Linked DNA regions of Mus musculus: all the other regions are linked to region 3. The links are chromatin contacts, called in public promoter capture Hi-C maps. All regions are on one chromosome and are shown on one strand. Each heading gives the region's core, a stretch centred on a gene start, on an enhancer-like site or on the middle of the called end of the contact. The rest is flanking DNA. Distances are from core to core; before and after follow the strand shown. Region 1 holds the start of Ppat (phosphoribosyl pyrophosphate amidotransferase). Region 2 holds the start of Exoc1 (exocyst complex component 1). Region 3 holds the start of Rasl11b (RAS-like, family 11, member B). Region 4 holds the start of Aasdh (aminoadipate-semialdehyde dehydrogenase).

The links. Promoter capture Hi-C pulls out the DNA fragments that hold promoters and counts their contacts.
Region 1: a promoter capture Hi-C map of pre-B cells shows a contact between it and region 3. The contact joins the promoter of Ppat here to the promoter of Rasl11b in region 3. A contact is called at or near these places in 3 of 39 promoter capture datasets (hippocampal neurons, liver and pre-B cells).
Region 2: a promoter capture Hi-C map of pre-B cells shows a contact between it and region 3, with 3 times the contacts expected there. The contact joins the promoter of Exoc1 here to the promoter of Rasl11b in region 3. A contact is called at or near these places in 2 of 39 promoter capture datasets (hippocampal neurons and pre-B cells) and 2 of 115 datasets of contacts at active chromatin or transcription factors (astrocytes and pro-B cells).
Region 4: a promoter capture Hi-C map of pre-B cells shows a contact between it and region 3, with 3 times the contacts expected there. The contact joins the promoter of Aasdh here to the promoter of Rasl11b in region 3. A contact is called at or near these places in 3 of 39 promoter capture datasets (hippocampal neurons, liver and pre-B cells).

Annotation. Positions count from the first base shown.
Region 1 is chr5:76,948,627-76,955,564 of GRCm38.p6, reverse strand. It overlaps Ppat (phosphoribosyl pyrophosphate amidotransferase), which reads left to right and starts at 3,987. Exons shown (of 11, transcript NM_172146.2): 1 at 3,987-4,608. The coding sequence starts at 4,481. It overlaps Paics (phosphoribosylaminoimidazole carboxylase, phosphoribosylaminoribosylaminoimidazole, succinocarboxamide synthetase), which reads right to left and starts at 4,263. Exons shown (of 9, transcript NM_025939.3): 1 at 3,730-4,263. The coding sequence starts at 3,745. It overlaps LOC115486295 (a long non-coding RNA gene), which reads left to right and starts at 4,615. Exons shown (of 2, transcript XR_003955939.1): 1 at 4,615-6,938.
Region 2 is chr5:76,527,098-76,533,279 of GRCm38.p6, reverse strand. Exoc1 (exocyst complex component 1) reads right to left here and starts at 3,969. Exons shown (of 19, transcript NM_001289770.1): 1 at 3,818-3,969; 2 at 392-525. The coding sequence starts at 515.
Region 3 is chr5:74,192,517-74,198,560 of GRCm38.p6, reverse strand. It overlaps Rasl11b (RAS-like, family 11, member B), which reads right to left and starts at 3,235. Exons shown (of 4, transcript NM_026878.1): 1 at 2,971-3,235; 2 at 2,402-2,458; 3 at 1,218-1,294; 4 at 1-452. The coding sequence starts at 3,109.
Region 4 is chr5:76,900,785-76,907,708 of GRCm38.p6, reverse strand. It overlaps Aasdh (aminoadipate-semialdehyde dehydrogenase), which reads left to right and starts at 2,233. Exons shown (of 16, transcript NM_173765.4): 1 at 2,233-2,286; 2 at 3,329-3,500; 3 at 5,524-5,791; 4 at 6,428-6,548. The coding sequence starts at 5,562.

The sequences.
Region 1 (6,938 bases), core at 2,738-5,237, 2.8 Mb before region 3:
ACCCTGGCTAGCTGGAATGCCCTTCCCAGGCAAGACTAACCTCAAACTCAGACTCATCTGCTTCACTGTGGTTAAAGGTGTGCACCACCAGACCAGGCAAACCGTCTAATTTTAAGTTACTCAAAGACCTAAGGAATGCTACAGTTGCTGGGTAGTGGTGGCGCACACCTTTAGTCCCAGCACCTGGAAGGCAGGCGGATTTCTGAGTTGAGGCCAGCATGGTCTACAGAGTGAGTTCCAGGACAGCCAGGACTACACAGAGAAACCCTGTCTAAAACACCCGCCCCCGCCAAAAAAGGAATACTAGAGTTACTAGAGTCTACATTAGAATGATTTAGCTGAAAATCAAAAGCAACCAAGGTTTAAAGGTATTGGGATAGCTACTTGTGTTCTTATCTGCAAAAATTCATTTTACTTCTCTGTGAGTAAATGTCTCCAGGCTTTTGCCTCTGTCTGCTAATCGTGGCCTAGGCCTGGAAGCTTCTAGCCTTTTGTACAATCTAATCATGGCCTAGAATGTTTTCAGCCTCCGAGGCTTACTGCTGAATAAGCTCACCTTTTCTAGTTCTCTCTGAGCTCTGGCTAGATGGTTCAACTCAGCTGCTCTGGCTCCAACTCATCTCCAGGCTGACCGATGCAATCTGGCTTTTCTCTCCTCTCCCAAATTGCTCTACTTGACATCAAACCTACTCTAGCAATCTGTTCTAATCTTCTGCTTTCTACTCATTCTTTGGCCGGTTTCGTTCTGCCTTCACCTTTGTCTAGCTTGTCTCTCTTCCACCTGTCACTGTACAACTGTGCCAGTGAAACTGCCTCCTTTTCTCTGCACTTCACCATAAGCAGCTTCCCCTTTTTCTCTCTTGTGAGAGTTATTTTGTCAAATCTTTCTGATTCATCAGATTGCCTGCCACTCAAATTAGACATCACTTTCAAACATGGCTGCTTCCTTCTACAAACTAACTTTACTGCTGTTTGGGATTAAAGATATGTGCCACGGGCTGACCTACATCACAACTAGAAACAGCACTCTTGAGTAAGTAACGCATCCTTGGGGTTCACAGTGTGATCAGGTATCTTGCAACACTCATCCTCAGTACTTTTCCAATGTATCTGTGTGCCAGGGCCTGTGGACAGAACAGCAAATGAAATCTAGTTTCTGCTCTCAGGGGACCTAAGTCTCGAAGGAAGCTGGCAATTGATAAGAAACTATAATAAAATACAAGGTAGAGACTATTCACAGCAGGCACACCCTACAGAGAAGTCGAGAATGAAGTAAAAGCTGAACAGACATGAAAAAAGATCAGACTTTAACAAGGGGTAATTGAAAGACCAAGCAGCCAAGGCAAGGTCAGCATGGCTAAGCACTTAGTGTTCCAGGACCGTGTAGCTTGGTAGTGATCAAGACACAACCAAATAGGCAAAAACAAAACCCCAAACTTAAAGAGCCGATCAGGTCACACCACCAGCTGGCACAGGAAGCAGTTAAGTGTCCAAGAAGAAAAATCAATGGCCTATCACTGGTGCAGTGTACGGAAAAATGGATGCAGGAGGCCAATTCCTTTCTTGGATCAAATTTTAGTTGGCCACAACTAAGTGAGATGACCTTTGGAGTGGACCAAACTGCATTTCTGGAACATCAGCTTTACAGCCTGTTACCTACAATATACTGACTCTTCCCCCCAAACTACCCAGAGATAGTTTTCTTCTCATCAGAAATCCCAATTTTTGGTAATATTAACTATACTGCTGTGAATGATTTGTTATGAAGCTTTCTTGTTTAAAACCATAAAAAGGGCATCTTGTAAAAACTAAATACACTGGGGCTGGAGAGATGGCTCAGCGGTTAAGAGCACTGACTACTCCTCCAGAGGTTCTGAGTTCAAATCCCAGCAACCACATGGTGGCTCACAACCATCTGTAATGAGATCTGATGCCCTCCTCTGGTGTGTCTGAAGACAGCTACAGTGTACTGATATATATATTAAATAAACCTTTAAAGAAAAAACAACCCGCCGAGCATGGTGGCTCACAGCTTTAATCCCAGCACTCAGGAGGCAGAGGCAAGTGGATTTCTGAGTTCAAGGCCAGCCTGGTCTATAAAGTGAGTTCCAGGACAGCCAGGGCTATACAGAGAAACCCTGTCTTGAAAACAAACAAACAAAACAAACAAACAACAACAACAACAAAAAACCCTAAATACACTATTCCAACCTACTTGCCTTTGGGTATCTAAGATTACAATTCTAATTAGCACTAAATAAATGTAATTTTTTTCCCTCAACTACGCTAAATTTGATTCTGGTTGACATTGGTGATAAATAACTTGTCTAATATTTCCACTATAGTTCAGTGAGGTAAAAGATGAATATAGCCATCTTCCTAACTTAATGTTTAGAAGAATTAACAAAGTTTAAAAAGCCCCTCATGGTCTAACTCCAGTTTTGAGCTGTAAATTTCCTTTCTGGAACTCTAACTTCCTTAATGTTTGTGTCCTCTTGAAAATCTCTATACTCAGCCTGACCCACTGTTGCCTTCTATCTAGTTCATTACTAACTCATTAGCTATGTAGATTTAACCCAAGAACCATTGGGCTGCTAAATACTAAAGAGCAACAGACACAAGATACTGATTTAATATGGGAGACACGAGTTTTAGTCAATACTTGATCCAAATTCAGTTCACAGCAGTTACACTGGGTGGCTCATGTGTACTCCTGCTTCAAGACAGGCCCTGGCTTCTGTGCATCTGTACTCAAGTGCACACAACCACGGATACAAAACCAACAAAGTAAAATAGAAGCCAGAGAGATTGCTCAGCAATTAAGAACACTCCGATGTTTTACAGTGCACCCAGGTCCAGTTCCCAGAATCTATAGGGTAGTTTACAGCCATTCAAAATTAAACTATAGATATGAACACCTTCTTCGGACCCTTGTCAGCACAGGGCCACATCAGATGTGGGGAAGAGGTTAGATTCTAAGATTTTTACTAGTTTAGAAGTACTGGCGCTGTGGATTGTCTCAGAAAAAGTCTGGCCCTAATTCCCAATTTTATGGAGCTGTACTACCTATAAACTTCAGGGTGGTTTTCATAGGTGGGAAAGAATGTTGGAGTGCCCACAGGATCTGCTTCCTTATTAATCTAGAAACTTGTGTTGTTCCAAGACAGTGTTTTGTTAGTGGATAAAGTAACTTTGCACTCTCCACACCCATATCCTAAGGGTGTTACTAGCCCACGCCCACAATCCCAAATTCCAGGGATTGCAAAGAAGCATCTGATCAAAAAATTTTGGACCTGTTTTCAAACACTTTAAACTACGAAACTTGCAGTAAAGGAGATTATTGGCATATTAACTTTACCAGAATAAACAAAAACCCTGATAGATTTTCTTGGTTGTTTATCTGCTTATTACAAGGTTTCTAGGCACTTGGTTAGTTTCTGGCCATTTCACCTTCAGAGTACTTTCCCACTCTGCTACTTTCCTTCCCGTCCCGGGGCCTTCTTTTGGCTATTTAAATAGGCTCTGGGTGCTTAAGAGTTTAACGCACGTCTTCCAGCGCCTGGACCATGTGTGCAGGCTCCGGGCCCCAGGCGCCGTCTTGGGGAACCCGATCAGGCACTTTGTCGGAAGGCCTGCATCCGACCTCGGGGCCGCACGTGTATGCGTCAAGCCTGCTAGCTCTCTGACGGAGGGCTGGGGGACCCTAGGGTCCGAAAGCAAGTTACTCACCTACGGCTGTCGCCATTATCCGAGGTGAACTAGAGGAGCAGACCGCGCGGGAAAAAAGGGCAGTGTTCTGGAAAACAAGGGCGACCACAGGATCAGAGGGCGGGAAAGGGAGGTGCAATATCAAGGACACGCCCTAGCCCCACAGCCCACCGGCGAACCCGAAGTACCGGGCTGGCTGTGCTTGGGGCTGGAGTCGTGTCCCCAGGCTTCCCGCCGCGCAGGCGCGCTGACGCGACCCCGCTTCCGGGCGGCCCCTCCCCGCAGGCAGCCAAAAAGTGGCGCGCATGCTGCAAGGCCCCCGCTGGCCGGAGAGGTTTCTGGGTTGGAGCGGACCAAGTCCTGACGGCCGGGGGACGGCGTGAGACCAGGGGGCACGAACGGCTCAGGTTTTCTGAGGGACCCACGCGATCAGCTGCGCCACTCTCATCACCTACTCCTTGGGCGCGGGAAAATAACGGAGCCTCCCACGTGCAGAGAAAGTAGCGATCCTGACCTCGGCCTCCTCCCCACCTCTTTGACTCCGTAGCCCCGCCCCTCTCTTTGCCCTAGCTGATTGGCGGAGAGCGGGAGGCAGAACTGGTCACGCCCCTTCTATGAAGCGCGCCGCCGCAGTAGCGAGAACCTAGCCCGCCCGGGAAGGAGGCAGTCAGTAGCGCGAGCCTCTTGAGGCGTTCGATAGCGGAGCGGACAGCTGGTTGGTGCTTGGACCACGCCGCGGCAGCAGGTCCCTCCACGTGCTTTCCGAGGCGCCATGGAGCTGGAGGAGTTGGGGATCCGCGAGGAATGTGGTGTGTTTGGGTGCATCGCTTCTGGAGACTGGCCCACGCAGCTAGATGTGCCGCATGTGATCACTCTGGGACTCGTGGGGCTACAGCACCGGTGAGCAACAGGATGGAGGGGTGGGGGTGGAATGGCAAGTATTTGCACAGTTCCACGAGCCGCTTCCCAGCTCTGTGCTACGGGGAACGCAAGACAATGAGGGTGGATCATGACTGGGAAGGGGGGATCAGGGCTAGGAGGGTGAATCTCGAGAATCAAGTCAAGTACCTACTCAGGATATTGACCAAGTGGGGGTGGGGTACACTTTGCCTGCATAGACTTTAACTTAGGCTGTCGCGTTGCTCCCGAGTGCTCTTTACAGGTTAGCTCCCAAGAATGTGCATCTCTCGTCGCGGGTTAGTTACTCTGGAGTTTGCTTTCACTAGCCAGGTTGGGAAGGGACCGTTCAGATCTCCTTGAAACTAGAACTGTTCTAGAGATAAGCTTCTGTAGGGTGGTGGTGCTGAAGGTCCTGCAACACTTGAAGGTTTTTCTATTTGTTGTTGTTTTGCACGGGGCCTCCTGCTTGCAAGAGCTTTGTTTGCAAGGGCAGAGCTACTGAGCAGATTTGTCAGCCTGAAAGCAGTTAGAGGTTTGGAGATCGTGAGTTTAAAAGTAGTTATAGCTATGAGAAATTGGGAGATGCCTTTGGGGCAAACAAAGAAAAAAAGACCTTTGCCTCCATAATTTGTTTCTTGACTTCACTGACAGTATTATGGAAATAATACAAACTAGGGTTTTGTCTCTCTTCAAAAACTATTCTATCACGGAGTTTTACAATACAGTAGCAACAATGTCTAGACCAGAGCTGGGCAGTAACCCTTTTTATCAATGTGGGTGCTACATGCATCACTAATGATTATTCTTACCAGACTTAGCCTAGAAGTTGTCCTTTTGCAGAGTCTTATTTGACATTCTACATACTCCGCATACATTTATTTAAAAAAAAGCATCTGGGGCCACCCTGTGGTGGCGCATGCCTTTAATCCCAGCAACTGGAAGGCAGGGGCAGGTGGATTTCTGAGTTCTGAGGCCAACCAGGTCTAAAGAGTGAGTTACAGGACAGCCCGGGCTATATATACAGAGAAACCCTGTCTTGAACCCCCCTCCCCCCAAAAAAATTGTTTTGAGAATGTGTGTATGTATATGGTGTAGGGGACTATGTTTTTTGTTGTTTTGTTTTGTTTTTTAAATTAGTTACAACTTGCTGGGTGCAGTGACTAGCTCAAAGCACTGGAGAGGTCTGCAGAGGCAAACTGATCTGGAGCTTTTGAGGCTACATAGCAAATCCTAGGCCTGCCATAGCTACAATGAGGCCCTGTCTCGATAAACAAACAAACTACAACTTATTCTTAGTGACTTGTCACTATGTTATTATGTTTCCTATACTTACTTTTTTTGTTTTGTTTGTTTTTTTGAGACAGTTTCTCTGTGACTGGCTGTCCTGGAACTGAGTTGGCCTTGAACTCAGAAATCCGCCTGCCTCTGCCTCCCCAGTGCTGGGATTAAAGGCGTGCGCCACCACTGACCAACCCTATACTTGCTTTTATATGAGAAAGCTATAAGATTAGATAAGGTAAGGACAATAAAGATAAGATGTGTTAGTGAATGGATTGTATTTTATAGTAGAGTTCATAATATCAGCCCTGGCAAACATAGCAAGACTAGTCTACCAAAAGAGATTGACTTTATTAGGATAACTTAACTAAACCAAGCAAGCCTTTGGTAGGAGACTAGTGTTGAAAATATGACTGTGGGTTGTTTTGTTTTTTTCTTTTTCTCTTTTTGTTTGTTTGTTTCTTTTTTTGTTGTTGTTGTTTTTGTTTATTGAGACAGGGTTTCTCTGTGTAGCCCTAGCTTTCCTGGAACTCACTCTGTAGACCAGGCTGGCCTTGTGCTCAGAAATCCACCCGCCTCTGCCTCCCAAACTCTAGGATTAAAGCCGTGTGCCACCCCTGCTGGGATTGTATTTTTCTTTTGAATAGCAGTGATAAGCTAGTTTCTTGGGAACAAACATGCTACCTAGCAACATAAGAATGCCATTAAGATTTGCTTAGATCTCAGTATAAATCCGGGCAATGCAACATTTTAAATTAGAGAGACTTCTTTATCTTTAGTAGAATTAGTTTTAACTGGGGAACCAGTAGAACACCATACCATGATGCTTAGGGAATATAATAAGTGCTTGTTACCCTAAAACAGTAGATCAGGGCCAAAGAAGGGTAAGAACACATTTTGAGGGGTGATGTGCTCAGGGTGGCACAGGGGCCTCACATGGAGTAAGCACACACTGTCTACCAAGTAACACCCAAGAACTAATGAACTAATGAATGTATACTGCACTGATGAATGTAAACATGGGAATATTAAAACCTGAAACCTAGAGAGGT
Region 2 (6,182 bases), core at 2,720-5,219, 2.3 Mb before region 3:
GAATAAAACGAAATTCTCATGAATCTACTGCTGAATGGGAAGGGTCACAAGGAATTTTAATTCAATTTATTAAACGTTTAAAGACAAGTAAATGGAAATTACACATGGGGAATGTGGTAAGATGCAGGATCCCAGACACTGACCACTGGAGAGCAGAAAGGAATGGGGTAAAGAAGAGCTGTTGTCACCCTACACTGCGCACCCGGAGTCCTCCTTTTCCCTTGTCAGCCACCTTAGACATACACTATAAAAATTCTCTTACAGCATCCAGCAATCAATATTAACAATTAAAATTAACTTATCAGCCCAATAACTCTCCCAGTTATAGAAACAATGAGAGTATGACCTAAGGAAGGTATCAAGTACATATTTTTGCTTAATAACCACCTACCTGTGGCACACAGAAAACAGTTCTTCTTCTTCTTGCCAGCTTTGCAGACATTCACGATGCTCAGCAGGCGTTCATCATTTGGTGTGAAGATATCTCTCTGCAGCGCATGCTTGATTGCTGTCATCTTTTCTCAGCTGAAAAACATTTAGAATAATTCTCAAAACCACTGCCCTCCCTCATAAAGTGTTCCATTTATGACTTGAACGATACATTCTTAATACATAAATATATTAATCATCTACAACATAAAAGCATGGGGCTTCAAGTTTGGAAATAAAATCAGAGAAACCAGTATATATATATATACACACACACACACACACACACACACAAGATACTACCCATATATACAAATATGCAAGCACACACACACAAGTACAAATAACCAATAAATATACTAAAAATTATTCATTACAGAGCTGAGGAAACAGCTCTGTTGGTAAAGTGTTTCCTAGTACGTGGAGGACACAAGTCCAATCTTGTTTAATTTCTAGAGCTCACATAGCAAGCAGTGGGGAAGCAGAGACAGGCAGATCCCTGGAGTTCACTGACCAGACAGCTTCACCCATTGGTGGAATGCCAATCTGGTGAGACACCATGTCCAAGAAAAGGGGTATGAATGGTACACTGAAGAACACCATGTGCAGTTGCCCTTGGGTTTTTGCAAAGATGCATACCAGAAACCCCAAATATTCCATACCATTATCCACCTGGGAAATGCGACTGAAATCCACAGTGAGATAGCTACTGCTTTCAACTGTTGGGAGAGCTAAAATCCCAATGGACACACAGCAGCACTGATGAAGGAAACTCCCACACAGCTGGGAGGATCACAAATGGTTCGGAGGCTTTAGAAAACAGTCCGGCACTTTCTTCTACAAGTCAAGCATGCAACTACCATTATGAGCCAGCCCCCATCATACACTAACTTTAAAAATGCCCTTCAGCTAGATCTTTTTGGAGGCATCTTCTCAACTGAGGTTCCCTTTCAGATGACTCTAGCTTGTGCCACAATGACCTAAAACTAGCCAGCACGCCTGTATTACTCAGGGGTTCTCTTCCTGCACAAACATCAGACAAAGAAGCAAGTTGGGGAGGAAAGGGTTTATTCAGCTTATACTTCCAAATTGCTGTTGATCACGAAAGGAAGTCAGGACTGGAACTCAAGCAAGTCCGGAAGCAGGAGCTGATGCAGAGGCCATGGAGGGATGTTACTTACTGGCTTGCTTAGCTTACCTTCTTATAGAACCCAAGACTACCAGCCCAGGGATGGCACCACCCACAATGGGCCCTCCCATCCTTGATCACTAATTGAGAAAATGCCTTACAGCTGGATCTCACGGAGGCATTTCCCCAACTGAAGCTCCTTTCTCTGTGATAACTCCAGCCTGTGTCAAGATGACACCCAAACCCAGCCAGTACAATGCCCCTTAATATGTCCTAGGGCCCGGATGTGACATTAAAGCTCTACTCCATCTTACGCTATGGAAACTGTCTCTGGGCTTTGTTCACTGTTTCCCTTTTTCTCAAATTCTTGTCACTGCAAATTCCAACTTGCCCTCAAGGATTCTGATAACACACTGCCTCTTCTTTGAAGCCTTCTCTCCTAGAAAAACTCCTCTTCTGTCCCCATCTTACCTCTGCTGACTACAGCTCTTCCAACCTGTGTTTTATAGCTAGCGCCGTCTAGCCTCTACTACTCCGAAAAGTAGTTCTCTGTTGGCAAGAACCTTATCTTATCCATCTTTATATTCCTAGCATTTGCCGAGAGGCACACAGTGCACACTCAGTAAACATTTTAGGGAATACTGTCCCACTCAATAACAGACCAGGGATCGCTCCCTCAGAGTTACCTCTTTCCAACTTTCGCATCTGTAAGAGAATACCCAGATTCAAACTCTACTGTAATTGATTGCTTCCTCCATGCCAACGTGAAATCTGTGAGCATATCCTGTAACTTCTTCATCTACATATCCTATCCCTCTCCCCCACAACTTGCTGCCAACACAGCCACCAAGACTTACTGCCTTTAAGTAATAGCACCCGTTATCTCTTTCTTTTTTCTTTAGGCTTCTACAAGTTCCCTGAAAAACTAGTAAATAACTTTAAAGCAGTTCTCATTCTACCACACACCTGGTCAACAGCAACCCAGCTTTCTCAAGACATGCCTTGCACTCAGAACACTCTGTTCTTTCTTTGCTTAAGCACTTTCCCATGCAGGGCATACCACTATCTTTTCCTTATTCAAACCTACATTTCTCCATTTGTATTTAGTTGACTCAATGAAAGTCTCAATCCACACGGCTCTTTTCATGTAAATGTATAGAGCCCTTACTGTATTTACGAGGCAAATGCTTGCTATCTAATGGGGACATGAGTGTCATCTCCTAGATCTCCACAGCCATCTCTTGAGTAGTAGGAGGAGGAGGGGTGCTCTATCACAGGTTTGTGTGTTGGGTACTCACTAACAAGCTCTTGGCGTAACCTGCTTGATTGCAATAGTAAAAGCTGGCCAAAAGAACCATTAGCAATGGCCAATATTCACCATAGTACATGGTAAACGGTAAAAACAGCAGAGGGCTGGTCATAACTCATGAAGGAATTAGACATAAGCATTGCTACTATATTGCTATATTATATTGCTAATATAAATATTGCTATTCACTAAGTGCCAGGCAGCACTCTGGGGTATAATGGAGAATCTTTAAGACATGAACGGGTTGACGTAGCATTGTGATAGTCAGTCTTCTTTGGATCTAGAGATGAATTCTCCAGTGTTTATACTGAACTTTACATTATGCCAGTATTATTAATAGTGGCCTTCACAACTATTTCCCAGGTCTAAAAACCACGCCCATATTCTGGGTTCTCTTTAGATCTTCGCCTTCTAAAACCTCAAGGCTGCCCGTTACAGAGGCAGCTAACCTCGGTTCATTGTGTACATACATACTTCCTTCAGCTTAATAGGGCCATCGTTACACTGTGTGTCCATGCTAGTGCCTTAGTGGGTTGGGCCCATGTACTGCAGTGACATCTCAACTCGGAGACATGTCATCCAGAAAAAAAAACTGTTCAGAGGCTGGGCAATGCACTTAGAAGATTTATAAGGACATGTTATATTGATTCGGACCAGCAGAAGCCCAGGTCACGTCTTTCTCTTCCAGGCCACGCTAGTAGGACAAAAATGAAATCTGTCCCGGATGGGCGGAACTGTGGACAGAGACTTGGCTGCCTCCCGGCTCCGCCTTTTCCCAGAGCCCCGGACAGCACCGGCTAAGGAAGGACGCAGCCCGGGTTCTGCAGCCCCGAAGTGGAGCAGGGTGGGTGGGCCGGGTCACTGGGGAGTGGCCGACCCGGCGCGGATGCAACACTGCCTCCACTTAGGCTACCACCTCCAAGACCGCAGGTCCCCGGCCGGAAGCTTACCGCGAGGCCAGCCGGCCGGCCGAGGTTGGTGCTCCAAGACGGACTCAGGAAGGGCGCCGGCAGCAATAGCAGCTTTGAAGCACTTTTCATTGAACAGGGAAAAGCAGCGGCCAGAACCCGCCACTTCCCGTATCCGGTCACGTGTCTCTCTGCACCGGAAGTTGACCCTGTGGAGCCGGAAATGGAGACAGTAGAGGAAAAACAGATTGGCCAATGGACTTGGAGGAGGCGGAACAGCGCTTTGATGGATGGGGCAGAGGCGGACTGTGGGCGTGGAAAAGACAGGGGCGGGGCTTGCAAGCACATAGGCCAGTGATTCTCAACCTGCGGGTCAAACGACCCCTTCCTTCATAGTGGTCATATAGCAGATATCCAATATATCAGATATTTGCATTACAATTGATAACAGTAGCAAAATTACAGTTTTAAAGTAGAAATTAAATAATTTAATAGTTGGGACCCACTGCAACATGAGGAAAGGTATTAAAAGGTTGCAGCATTAGGAATGTTGAGAACTGTTAGCATAGGCTGATTTGAGGAGTTGATAATGGTGATGTTTCCTTTTTGTAGACGTACCCATTCTAATATTTGTAGCAACTCATTTGAGAGCGCATTAAATGTTCTCTCCTGTGCATATGTAAAACCCTGCTAACTAGATTCTTGGAAGAACTTTAGTGAGTTAAGTCAGATTCTCTGGGATAGATGTCACTAGTACCCTTAAGTTCTGGACACTTAATTCCCATAAACAGCTTTGGTCATTTACCCACTTCATACTCTACCCTGACTGCACAGACCTTCTTCTTGGGTGTTTTTTTAGAAACTTCACCCATGCCACCTCACATCAGATACTGAAATAGAATCTTTGTTTTAAAGGTGATGCTTGCTTGTTTCAGTGTGAGAAACATAAATGATGCCGAGAGTTCGAGCTATAAGACAAGTGATTCATTTAGGCCGCATCCCTGGCAGGGATTGAGTGCTGCAAATTTTGATTTCCAGGTTAAAAAATAAAAATTAAAAAAAGCCATTCAATTTTTTTATACTGAAGGAGTTCGCAATGAGGTAGGACTAGAAAAGGTGATTGCGAAGTTAGGATAACATACTCTACCAGGATGGTTTTCTTTCTTCTTTTTTTCTTTGCTGTTTTTTTTCCATTTATTTATTTACTTTGCATGTGGATCTTAGCCTACCCCTCCTTCCAATTCTCACCCTCCTTCCCAGCCTCTCCCTCATTCTCTGCTTCCCTTCTCTTCTGAGAAGGGGTGGGGTGGAGACCTTCTTGGATACCAACCCACCCTGTGACATCAAGTCACTGCAGGACTAGGCACATAGGATGAATTTTTTGTTGTTGTTGTTGTTTTGTTTTTCGAGACAGGGTTTCTCTGTGTAGCCCTGGCTGTCCTGGAGCTCACTTTGTAGACCAAGCTGGCCTCGAACTCAGAAATCCACCTGCCTCTTCCTCCCAAGTGCTGGGATTAAAGGTGTGCACCACCACCGCTCGGCATGAATTTCTTAAGAATATGACAGATGAGCTGTGCACAGTATTTGCACCGTTTATCTTAAGATAAAATTTTGGGAGACCTAGGAGAAATAATGAATAGGGACATGTTTGTTGCTACAATGATCAGCTTCTAGTCGGGGTTACTTGAGATGACTCTCACAGGATCTAGTTCTATATATTTGGATAGACTTCCCTGGTGTTTCCTCCTGAGCTCCAGAATGTTTGCCTTGGACATCTTAGCTGACAATTCCATTTGGGTGTTTTTGTTGTCATTTGGTCTTCCATTTTGTTCTTCCCCCCAACCCCCTGTACCTATGTTACAGCTCTCCTCACAGTTGAGAAGTGAGTGGTATTCCAGAAGGCTAGACTCTTCTGAACTCCTGAACTCCAGATTTTTGTATCCACTTCTCTGCCTCTGATATTTCTGTTTGGATAACTGAACAGCAATAATAATAATGATTATATAATATTTATATTAAATTATATTATATCTATACTCATCTGCTCATGCCCTCAGTTGGGTTTTAAATCTCTACACACATCACTTCAAAATGATGCCCAGACATGATGGCGATGGGCTAAACCTCTCAACCTGTAAGCAAGTTCCAGCTAAATGTCTTCCTTTATGAGAGTTGCTGTGGTCACGGTGTCTCTTCCCAGCAATGGGACACTGAGTGATCCAGGAGTGTCCGTGGATTCTGTAGTTCTGCCTTCAGCCTGAGGGTGCTGAGAAAGGATTTGTAGATTGGAGTAATGATGATTGGTGATGCTATAGTGTTGATGATTGTGGATATTGGCTGAATTAATGAGAGATAAAAACATCTTACTTCAGGCCACTTCTTCCTTTATATAAAATTGAATAATAAA
Region 3 (6,044 bases), core at 1,986-4,485:
CTCACTTTGGCAGACAGAGCCTGCTTAAACCTCCTCTTCAGGTCTTGCATGTTGGGCGACTTGGGTCTGGGGATGAGGGAAGTTCTGCGTTTCTCGGGGGTGCTGCTGGGCTGCTGCTTGGGGCTCACTTCTTTGCACAGGACATGGAAAGCATTGTAGACGTCGTTGTAATTTTCACTGACAGATACTTCATAGAAGGAGCAGCCGAGCATGCTGGCCAGTTGCAGGCCAAGCTGAGGGTCCACCTGCTTGACGTGTAGGAGGTCAGCTTTGTTAGCCACCAACACCACAGGCAGCCGAGTGCCCGGGTGCAGCTGCTGCACGTGCTGGTGGAGCTGGCTAATGAGTTCGTAGCTCTTGTGGTCCGTGATGGAGAACACGAGGACGACGGCATCTGCCCAGCGAATGCAGCGATTCAACTGCTCGCTGCAACTCAAGCCATTCTCGTGCACCTGAGGAGAAGAGGGAGAGCAAGGTGAGCAGCTAGCAGTGGGCACGGCACTGAGCTCTGGCCACAGCACATCCCTCAATTCAAAAGAACCCTTCATAGCGATGGATGGCGGGTTACGGGTTGTAAACAAGTTCTATTCCCCACACACTTGGGCTTTCTTAACAATATGTTGATCCAGCTGCTTGGAGGGAATAAATAACAGGGCAGCTCACCACACTCAAGTGGAAAATGGACCTGCAGAGAACTCCACGCAGAGCGACTTTGTAGTTGCACAAAATGGGAAATTAACTGGCTAGACAGTAAGTCTGGGGAAGATAGGAGCTGGAAGCATTTAAACCTGGATAACTGCCCAGTTCAGGACGGGGAAGGGGGGAAAAAATCCTAGCAGAGCTCTTTTGTCTACAGAGAAACTTTCCACAACATAAAAGTGATTCCGGGTGTTGGAGACTGGGCCTGAATATTTGGGTTTTGATGCCAAAGGCACATAAATAAAAACCAAAGGAAGGAAGTACTGCCAATTCTAAGGGCTGGTTTGGTTCCCCCTGCTCCGGTGATTCCCCTCCTACAAGAGGGGCTCCCCTTCTTCTCCCAGCTCCCCAAACTGAACCGGGCCAAGGCTGACCTGCGGTCAGGTACAATTTAACTGTCAAACCACAAGTACCGTCTAGACCTGACTGCCCACATCTCGTGTCCCTTACACTTAAACAAGTGAGCAGTGCCTCAGCCGCCGGTGTCTGCTCTGGCCCTGTCAGCATCAGTGTCTCACCTGGATGCCCGGAGTGTCCTGGACCTGAATAGCCAGCGTTTCTCCTTCTATGTGAACTTGTCTTGTGTAGAGATTACCTATGAAGACAGAGAAAGGAGAGTGTGTTCCTCTTTCATGTGCAGCCTCGGGAAACATTATGGTTTGGGTTTTTGTTTGTTTGTTTGTTTGTTTTTAATGTACCACGACTTGCACCGATACACACAAGAGAAAGATGTGATTTACTTCTAGTTAATGCACTTAATTCAGATCTTGTTTAAAGGCCACGTGCAGTCTTAAGCCCCTGCTAGTAGATTATCAAATTTTATCAAAAGTAGGTCAAAGTTTGTGGGTTTTTAGAAACTTGCTGGTCTAATTTTAACTGAGTTTCCATATTTAGAGTAGTTCCACGGAGGAAAGTTTCTGGCTCAGTATACGCAGGGTTTCTGTTTTTATTTTATATTATCATTCTCTGAACAGTTATATTTTGCCCACAATAGCTTCATAAGCAAACACGGTTAGTAAATGCACAGTTAGCATCCCTCTTAGCATGAATATGTGCCATGATTCTGATCAGCTCTATATCAAAGCAGAAGGCCACCAGGTCTTATCTTGGGACAGCTTATATGGCTCATTTCAACTAAATCCCCAACTGGTACTTAATACAAGTCTACTAATTTAACCATACAGTCTACTTAGTTAAGCAATTTGCTCTCCCCCTGCTAGAATCATAGCAGCTACTTATTTGTCTTTGTTAAGGAAAGAACTTTAGGCTTACAACTCTTCTTTGGCCTTTGCTTTCAAAGGTCGCCCCTGAAAGGCAGCCAGCAGAGGGAGAGGGTGGGGGAGGAGCTTGCAGCTGGGTTTTTTGTTTGGTTGGGTATTTTTTTTTTTTATGACTTTTGCAGGCATGTTTTAAAGGACAAGGCCTTGGAGTACAAACGGTGCTTCCAACTGGGGTCCCTATAGTTAAAACATACCACAGGGAATACTTTCGGGCACTTGATAAAATGATGAATGCGCCAAGAATGGAATGAGGCCAGATGGCAGCTGGGGGGAGGGGGAAGGGGGAGGGGGAGGGGGCGTGCAGAATTGGAAGTAGCAGAATCTTGATGCTAAACACTGTCACTCTGAAGGAAGTGTCCTTAAAGGTACTGAGAAATGAGGGCGGCCATCCCAACAGGGTTGGTCTCCGTACGTTTCCTCACCTGCATTTCGTTCGTAGTCCCCGATGAATCGTTTAGTGAGGAATCGGACCACCAAAGCTGCAATTCAGAAAAGAAAACAGACTGTTAACCCACTAAGTTAGACGGTTCTCCACCCCACCCCCACCTGGAAAACAACTCTTCCAAAGAAAGTCACAGCCGGCCACCGAGGGCTCCTTGACCCTCTACCAGACACAAGGAGGTAGGAGTGAATTACAGCTCTGCCAGCAGGAAGGGTCTTGAGGCCCAGCCCCTCCGCGGAGCCCAGCTGGGCCACACCTAAGCCTTCCAGCAGGCAAACTTCTTCCTAACCTTACGGAACTCCTGGAGGGGTTACAATCACTAGCTCCCCCATTCCGCCCCAGATCCTGCCAAAAGCCCAAAGCCCCAAAGTTCTACTCTGGCCCGAAAGTCGGCGGGACGCTCTGGGCCCCAGTGACCCTCTTCGTTAAAGCAGAGACATGAAGAGGCAGAGGATCCCACTGCAACGCCCACCGTCTCTCAGTTCCAGTCCGAGCGGGGGTCTCCCACGTCCCGCCCCTCCACCAAGCGGGTTCCTCGCATGGACTCACCGGTCTTGCCCACGCCGCTGGCCCCTACCACGGCGATCTTAACGAGCCGGCGGCCCGCAGCCCCCAGGCAGCAGTCGGCAGCGGTGCTGCCTGGGGCGGGGTACTCTGCGATGGTACACATGTTCTGGATGAGGCGCATCGCCGCTACGGCCCGGCTGCACGGAGCGGGGAGGAAAGTCAGGACAGGAGACGGCTCGCGCTGCAAGGAGAGGAGGGTACCCCGTCGGAGGGCGCGCGGGCAGAAACTGGAAAGAACGGGAGAGCGCGACGAGAAGAGAGGCTCGGGGGTTCCGGATCGCGGCTGGGATGGCAGCCGCCGGGGCGCGGGTTTTCTCTGGCCCAGGCCCCGCCTCCATTCCAGCAGCCAATCCCCGAGCGCCCCGCTCGAGGCCCCGCCCACGGCCTGCACTACCAGGCTGCGCCCCCACAGGAGCCGAGAGCGAGTGCGGGGCCCCGTGAGATCCGAGGAAAACAGGGCGGCCGGCGCGAGGGTGGCAACGTGCGGGACCCAGCCGGCTCCCGCTGCGCTAGCACGCGGCCGCACCGGTGCCTGCGGGGTCACGGGGTCTCAGATCCGCGTGGGGGGATCTGGCCGTGTCTGCTGGGTCTCAGGTCCACGTGGGGGGAATCTGTCCTTGCCTTCATAGGAGACCTGGCGTGTCCGCGGGATCTCAGATCCGCGGTGGGTTTAGAAGCACCCACCCTTGTCTGCCAACCTCGCCGCTGGGCCTCCGTAGGTCAGTCCCTAGGCATTCTCTGAATTGGGTCCCAGGTCCCCTAACCTCTCTGACCACTGGCTTCTCCACCTCTGACCCCAAGGAACCTGCTGGGAGCCCCATAGGTCACTGCCCTGTTTGGCCCTGCCCTATGTTCTGCTCGTGCGCTCGACATCTTTGCACTGACTTGGCTACATTCAAAGTATTATCCTGGATTATACATTTTCCCCATCCTTGTATTCCTAAACAAAGGCACCCCTCCGTGACCCAAAATGTGGCGTTTGTCTTTGGGGCAAAATACCTATTTTGTTCTAGTTCTTGCCAACAGTGCAAGCCCACGAGAAGGCACACAACGTGGAAAGCAAGTACCGCACCCCGAGAGGCAAAGCCAGGCTAAAAGTCACTAGAACAAGCTTGCATGGCTAGCCCAGTCACGCCTCCTCCCAGATCTGTGAAAGGTAAGACAAGAAGTCAGTGCAGCTGTGGATTGGACTCACCGGGAGGCAGAGGGGCCCCACGGTTAGCCTAGTCATAAAGGTTAGTTAAAAGTGGCTTGTCGCCAAGGAAGATGAGGAGTCTAGCACTCATAAAAATACCAAGTACCCCCGTGTCCTCATCAGAGAAAATCACAGACAACTGCTGGCCAGATCCCAACTTCAGCAACCTACTTTATCTATCGCCACCAGCATGCCCTTACAACCCTCAGGGCCTTTTATCTTGGTGCCTAAGAGCAAAGCCTGTGGCATTTTGTACACCTTTATTGAAGGTAGAAAAGCAAAAGAAGCTGATTCCAGGCTCAACACACCGTTTCTTGTTTAATCACAGTCCATTCTGGGCTTCATTCACCAGGTAATAAGAATTTACCCTCCTACTCTGGTCAGACCGGGACAAACCCTGTATCTAGTAACAGTTTGAAGGGGTGAAGAAATCGGAGGGGAACTAGGAAGATTATGTAGACTTGCCTGGTTAAGTCTTCCAGGATGAACAACAGAATGGAGGGGGTGGGGTGGCAAACAGGCTGAGCAGTCACGGTAGTAAAAGTCTGCCTTCTAGGGAAAACACTGGACTGAAGCAAGATCAGACGTCTGAGTCTGGGACAAAGGGCATGGCCAATTTGCATCATGTCTTTCTGTGTGGTTTAAATCAAACTTGAGTTTTGCCGGTCTATAAAATCAAACTTAGCAAGGCTATAATTAAGGTACCGTGCACCTTTCAGCCCCCGGCCCTCTAGCCTGCAATTCTCTAGTGTTTACATGGGAAATAATTACGTAGTCTACAACATTTGTTCGGCTGCTTTTTGCACACACAGACCTGATAAAGATTCTCAAAGGGAATTTTGCCTTGAATCACTTTAGCGTCTGGTGTTTCATTTTCGTTACCATGGGACTAACCAGACCAGTGATTTTTCTGTCTGCATCATGAAGGCTGAATAGAGTATACTTACTTTAAGTCAAAATGAACTGGCTGTACTTAAAACACAGAGAGAAGTGGAGGAGGAAGGAAGGGAGAGAGAGAAGCAGAGAGAGAGAGAGAGAGAAAAGAAGGAGGAGGAGGAGGAGGAGGAGGAGGAGGAGGAGGAGGAGGAGGGGAAATGAGAAAAGGAACGGGTGTTACTTTAAAACCATCTACCCAGTAGCCCCCACCTGCATCTGGTTAACCTCAGATGATAACACTTAGTTATCACTTCTTGGAAACCCAAATTTGTAAGAAAAAAAAAGAGACCAAATTAGAGGGCAGATCAGGACAGGAGACATGATTATCTATTTTATTCCAGACTATAGGAAAGAAATTTCACTTTTTACATCTAAGGTTATGGAGAAAATGATCATGTAATCCCTTCACTCCGAAGCCAGAAGCAGGCTGACTCTGCTCTATGACTGACTATAAGGCAGACACTATCATTACTTCTAGGAGCCATTCCCCTGCTGCTCCATAAACCACCCCAAACTGGTTCACGGTCCTTGTCCAGACACAATGGCACCGTTCTTTCCTGGACTCTCTCCTGGTGAAAGATGGAAGTCAGATGACAGCTGAGTTAGGTTCTAACCTAACTCACGGTTCTGGCTGGCCATCCAGTATGGCTTCCTCATTCACACACATCTGCATTTCAATCAGAAAGGTGGGAAGAGCTGAGCATAACTCAAGCTGCTTCAGAACACAGTGACTTCTAAGAGGACACTCTGAAGACAGGAAGTAGAACCCCATCTCTTAAGGCTTGTACATGGAATCCAGCAAAGCTTTGCTCTATTATGTGCTAATGGCCCAGCACACAGAACTCACACAGATCCAAGTGTTCGGCAAGGCACATGGGTCCTACCTTTAGATGGAAATTGTGCTAAAGAATCTGAGAGCATCTTT
Region 4 (6,924 bases), core at 984-3,483, 2.7 Mb before region 3:
ACCGCCTACAGGGATAAGGAATTGGGATTCCCCTTTAAAATCAGCCCAGGCCGTTCTGATGTCGTTGACCAGAGACTGGAACAACAGAGCATCGAGTTGAACAGGAGGCTAAAAGGAGAGGTCCACTGGGCAGGTAAAAGACGGTGTTCTGGCTGGGCTAGATAGTTGGCTTAGTGGTTAAGAGCACGGACTGCTCTTCTGAAGATCCTGAGTTCAAATCCCAGAAACCACATGGTGGCTCACTACCATCTGTAATGAGATCTGATGCCCTGATCTGGTGTGTCTGAAGACAGCTACAGTGTACTTAGATATAATAATAAATAAATCTTTTTTTTTTAAAAAAAAAGACGGTGTTCTTTCTAGAGAGAGAAAAGTCAAGTGTGCTGGCTAGTTCTTTGTCAGCCTGACCCAAGCTAGAGTCATGCGGAAAGAGGGAACCTCAACTGAGAAAACACTTCGTCGCATTGGGCATTCTTCTTGCTGCATGACTGATGTGGGCAATGACACCCCTGGGCAGGTGGGCTGCTCTTCCAGAGGGCCCAGGTTTAATTCTCAGTATCCACAGGGTGACTCAACAATTAACTCTGGTTCTAGACAACCTAGTAAGATCATTTTGTGGCCTTGCTCCAGGCACCATGTGTTGCATAAACATGCACTTAAAAGACCTATACACATAAAACAATTTTTAAAAAGGAAAGAAAGAAAAGCAAGCTAAGCAAACCAGTAACCACCATTATTCCAGTCTCTGATTCAGGCCTTGAGTTCCTGTCCTGACTTGTGATAGTGATAGTGCTTTGATAAATCTTGGTTCCCCCAAGTTGCTTTTGGTCATGTTTTATCACAGCAATAGAAAGCTAAGAGAACAAATACAACACTTAAAAAGGTGTTTGGCGAGGCCCATAGTACACAGGAAAATGTGGTTTTCAAACAGGTATTTCCTGCACTGTTTGGAGGGACAGATGAGAAGGCAGATCTGATTCCATGACAGGCTTCAAATTAGCAGTTTAGGAGACTAGGCCTAAGGTCAGGCAAATCAGTTACTAGAAGAAGAAGAAAAAAAAAGGCTTCAGGCAGTTAGTCAGAACTGCCCTGATATCTGAGACTGCCTGGCCACCTAGCCTGAGGTAAGGACAATGGGTCAGCAACAGTTTCCAGACTTCCTCTACAAAGATTTCTAGACTTCCCAGTAACAATGCCTAGAGATAAGTAAGATAAAGCTCTCCTACCCTGGAATTCCAATGTGCTTTCAATGGAGCCTGCGAGCTCATTTGCTTTTACTCTGTGTCTTTGTAATGGGGACGACCCCACCATGCTGAGCTACAGAATAAAACACACTTTGTGTTTACATACTATTTGAGTCCAGGGTGTCATTCTTCATGGACCCTTACAAGCTTCTGTTTTCCAGCAGATAAGGACACACTCCTTTGTTTTTTAAGGCACTGTATGTAGATAGTGCTTAGCCACTTCCACCTCTCCCCCCAACAGGAACCAAGACAAAAATCCCATCTTTCCTCTCTGCGAGGGCACAGTAACTCACCACAGTGGTGACCCTTCCCATTTATTGTAATAATTGTGCCATCGGAAAAACACACATCCAGGCATACAGTGGCTTTAGGGACTGCTGTTGACCTCAGACAGGCCTGGGTTTCCTCATAGGGAAGTGTTGTAAATAGCTGCAAACGCCAGTTAGGAGTTTCATTCTGACAGGGGGCTTCCCTGGCATACTTCACCGCTGCCATGACGGTCGCAACCAATCTTGAGTATGTTCCCAGAAGGTGTGGAGGGGATAAGCCAAATTTACTCGCCAATTAGGCGGTGATTACTTCACTTCAGCCTTTGGGATATTTCTACCCGCACTTTAAGGAACGAGGAGACTCCGGGTCTCGGAGATATGGCTCTGCTGTCAAGGAAGCTCACTGGCCATCCAGAGGTCCCTTCTAGGTCTCCAGCACCCATGTGGTGGCTCACAACCACCTGGGACTATGCTCCAGGGAATCATCGGCCCCTGCAGGCACACGGAACACTCAAATTCACGCAGACGCACAGGCATGTTGCCTGAAGCGTCACCTTCAGCGGCAGGGCTGAATCCGCACGGACCAAACCCGTTGGGCCAAACGCGGCGGAGACCTGTGCGCCACGTCTGGGCGGAGCCCCGTAGGCGAGAGCCCGCCCCCCGACGCTGGAGTGACGTCACGGGCGCCCGAAGATGACGCAGAGGTCCGTTTTACGGCTGCTGAGCGTCTGCGGCTGGGCTAGGAAGTGCACGCCACGCGCTGTCGTGAGAAGGTGGGGCGGGAGAGCGCGGGCGACCCGGGGAGACTTTGTGAGCTGCCGGACCCCAGCTTGGAGCGGCTGTGTGGGTCACCTCGGTCACCTGCTGCGCCACCTCTTAGCGTGGTTCCGAGAGCCAACGAGAGGCTTTTGTGATTGTAATTAAGGTGGCTGCGTGAGAAGTATAAGATGCAGACGGATAATTTACCTATATATATAATGCCCAGTATAGGGAGAACCCTTAAGATCAGGATCTGTTGGTGATTAAATGGCTTTATTTACAGTTGTACATTACCGAGCTGCTAATCTTAAGGCTATAACACGAAATTTGCTTGCTAGGTCATCCCTTTTCATGGCTCACTTGTTTTTCTTTCCTTTTCTTTTTTTTTTTTTTAATTTAAAATTGTGCGTGTGTGCGCGTGCAGCATGGTGAAGAAACAAAAAGGACCTTTCGGAAGTGGGTTCTCTCCTTCCATTATGTGAGTCCCGTGATCACACTTAGGTTTTCTGGTGTGATGGCAAGTTAGTTTCTCCACTGACCCATCTCGATGGCCCAAGTCAGTCTGAAGGGAGGGGAGGGGGACAAAGACAGGGACAGAGACATAAAATTCAATGGCTGACATGAATATCTGGACAAGACTGAATTTTGCCACTGGGAGCTTTTAAATTCAAAGTAGAAAAACTCCTTAATTATAGATTTTGTGTGGTGAGTTTTGTAGCTAGTTATAAAAATGACATTTTAAGAACTAAGTTATAGCCGGGCGTGTTGGCGCACGCCTTTGATCCCAGCACTCAGGAGGCAGAGGCAAGCAGATTTCTGAGTTCGAGGCCAGCCTGATCTACAAAGTGAGTTCCAGGACAGCAAGGGCTACAGAGAAACCCTGTCTCGAAAAAACAAAACAAACAAAAAAAACCTAAGTTATAGTCTTGTTATTCTACTGCTGTGAATTATGTTAGTAGATTATATTTTCTTGTGAGAAAATAGCAGTTACACGTGCTTGCTTTTTAGAGAAAAGGCAGCTTTTAAACAGACTTTTTTTTTTTTTTTTAATTTTAGGTATAGCAGTGTTTTACCTGCATGTATGTAAGTGCACCATGTTCGTGCCTGGTGTCTTCAAAGGCTGTGGGATCAGCCAGAACTGGAACTATGGACTGTATTGAGCTCCCCAGTTGGGTGCTGGTATGGAATCTGTGTCTTCTGAAAGAACAAGGACGGTTTAACTCCTGAGGTACATCCCCAGGTTCAAACTAGATTTTTGTAAAAATATGTATAATACATTAATGTGGAAAATTGGGCGCTTAACAAAATTTATTTGGGTATTCTGTGGTCTTCTGTAGGCAAAAATAGCAGGAGATACTCTACTGCAATAGCCTTTTTTTTTTCTTTTTCTTTCTTTCTTTTTCTTTTCTTCTCTTTTTTTTTTTTTTTTTTTTTTTAAAGATTTATTTATTTATTAGATGTAAGTACACTGTAGTTGTCTTCAGACACTCCAGAAGAGGGCATCAGATCTTGTTACAGATGGTTGTGAGCCACCATGTGGTTGCTGGGATTTGAACTCCGGACCTTCGGAAGAGCAGTCGGGTGCTCTTACCCACTGAGCCATCTCACCAGCCCCTTTTTTTTTTTTGAGACAGGTTTCTCTGTGTAGCCCTGGCTGTCCTGGAACTCACTTTGTAGACCAGACCAGGCTAGCCTCGAACTCAGAAATCTGTCTGCCTCTGCCTCCCGAGTGCTGGGACTAAAGGTGTGTGCCACCACGCCTGGCTACACTTATATCCCAAAATAAACTCATCCCCTATATCCTGTAGAACATACTATATGTAGATCATATGATTTGTTTAATGGCCATTTGTGGAAAATCATCTTTTGTGTACATAAAAGTTAGATTTATGGAAATATTTGTTTAAAAATACCCTAAGTATCAAAATAGTCTTGTTCTTTAAAATTTAATAGTTAGGAATCACATTTCAGTTTTTTTGTATCCTTTTTTGACTTTATGGGTTTAAGAAGGCCTTTTCTTTAACTCAGTTGGATAGTAATTAAATGACAAATTGAAGAGTAATTCTATTCTGAATCAGTAAGTAAACCGCTTAAGTATGAACAGGTAAAGAATTGGAATAATATGACACTTGATAAATCTTATTTTTCTCTGATATATGTTAATAGGATTCAGAGGAAAGTCTCCTTTGCCTTCAAGGAAACTAGGAGTTACCATATTTTTGTTAGCATTGATCCCTAGTGGTTTTTTTGTTTGCAGTTTTTTTGAGACAGAATCTCTGTGTGTAACCCTGGCTGTTCAGGTACTCTTTATATAGACCAGGTTGGTCTTACAGAGGTCCACCTGCCTCTGCTGGGATTAAAGGTGTGCTCCATCATGCCTGTTTTGTTTTGTTTTGTTTTTTTTGGGGGGGGGTTCTTTTTTTTTTTCTTTTATGTGAATGTCACATCCTTCCCACATATTTAAGTGTGATCCAGTGTTCATTGACTGTTGTCAAATTGCTTTTTTTTAATGTCATTGCTTTCAGCAAAGTTGCCACAGGTATTTTGTAAGTTTAGAGCTTCAGTTATATATCTATGCTACAGATTTTGTTTGTTTTAGTGACACAACGTACTGCTGTTACCAAAGGTACAATAGGAGATCATTTATTCTGAGCCAAATATGAGTGATCAGGTTTCAGGACCACAGATTTAGGTTACCCTAAAAATCATATCCCAAGGTAGAAGCAGGTCTATGAACTTGTACAGTTGAAAGACAAAGGACAGTAAAATATCAAGGCTTTTCAAATACATTGGTGAGAATTAGGTGGATTCCAGCAAATCAAGGGAAGTTTTCTTATAGGTTTGGGGTGGGATCAGATGATGTTTGTAGCTCTGGGCGTGGTGGGAGCTAAGGTGCTTATCCTCACAGATGCTTCAGGTGACAGCCACAAGGACATTGGGTGGACACAGGTAGGCAGTAAGCCTGCTTTCAGGAGAATCCAAGGTAGTTGATCTTTGAGTATGCAATATCCCCAATACCTAGTCTCCCGCACTTTCACCAGTCAGCTGTGCAGAACCTTAAATAGACAGCTCTTATCTGGGCACTTCCTTTCAGTTCATTGTTTTGCAATGCTGGGGACTGGACTCGGGTACACTGGCAAACGATCTGTCACTGACCTAGTTACCCAGCTGATGGTCATTTTTGCTAGTAGACAAGTTCCCTCCTCACCTCCTGACAACTCCCCTAACGTTTGACTTTTCTTTCTGTGTAGATTTCTCAGCCACCAATGTTTAGACAAACCTCAATAAAATGACTCTTCAGGAGTTGGTGCTTCGGACTGCCTCTGTCTATATGGATAGAACAGCTGTATGTTTTGACGAAGGCAATAACCAGCCTCCAGTGTGCTATTCCTACAAGGCTCTGTTGAGCGCGGCTTCAGAATTATCCCATTTTCTGATAGCACACTGTGACTTTGGAGGAATTCGGGAAATTGGTCTCTATTGTCAACCTGGGATAAACTTACCCTCCTGGATTTTAGGGTAATATTTCTAGTATAAACTGATATTACTCTAAACCAATTTAATAGTTTTAATATGTAGTATACTTTGTAAGCTATTGTTTTATTTGCTGTACACATTTCCTATGGTATTAATTTTTGATCATGTACATTAGTTAATTTGAGCTTATTAAGGACAGACTAAAAGTTTTTAGTAATACAATATTTAAATATGTCAAAAGTATAAAGGCCTTATTTGTCTGTCAAAGAAAACAGGTAAAGCATTTTATAATTGTCTTCAGGTAAAACAAAACAAAAACCAAAAACCAAACAAACCATTGAGCTGTCATTCCAGAACTTGTTAACTCTCTTAAAATGTTATCTTTCTGTATATTAAGTGCTAAGAGCTCTTTCTTTTTTTCAATACTGAGTACTGAACCCTTGAACATGCTAAACAAACTCTGTACAATTGAGCTGCATCCCCATCCCGGGTGGGATAAGAAGTGAAAATAGAATTTTTACAATACCCTAGGTAGTCATTGGGCACAAGATAAAATAACTACAACCAAGGCTCAGCCCTAAACTTTGTGAAATTCTAATGAACAGTGAAGCTCATAGAGACATCAAGTGCTCATGGGAGCACTGTAGTCCTTGTCCTAACCTTGTATTCGCTCTGCAGGATTCTTCAGGTCCCCGCAGCGTATGCGCCCATTGATCCAGACTCCCCACCGTCCTTATCAACTTACTTTATGAAAAAATGTGACCTAAAGTATGTTCTCGTTGAAAAACAGCAGCTTAGTGTAAGTCTGGGTGTTTAAGTGCATGGCGGGGGGCGGGGGTTTGTATGACGTGGGGAGGGAGGGGGGGCAGGCAGACAGAGTTATTGACTGACTTCAATTTAAGAGTTCTTGCATCTGTCTTGACTTCTGAATTCACTAACTCTGGCATTGCTTCTCACCCTAGTGATGTCATTTTTCTGGTTGAGTGTGTGCTGTGGGAGGTTCCCACACCATATAAGATGGTTAGTACCATTACCATCTCCTGCCCATTAAATACCAGTAGCACCTTTTAGCTGTGGTACACAAAAATGCCCAGATCTTCCCTAGTGTTCCCTGGCTCCCTCCCCAGTGCCTGCTACATTGAGAACTACCACTTTATGATATGGAAGTGTCTTCT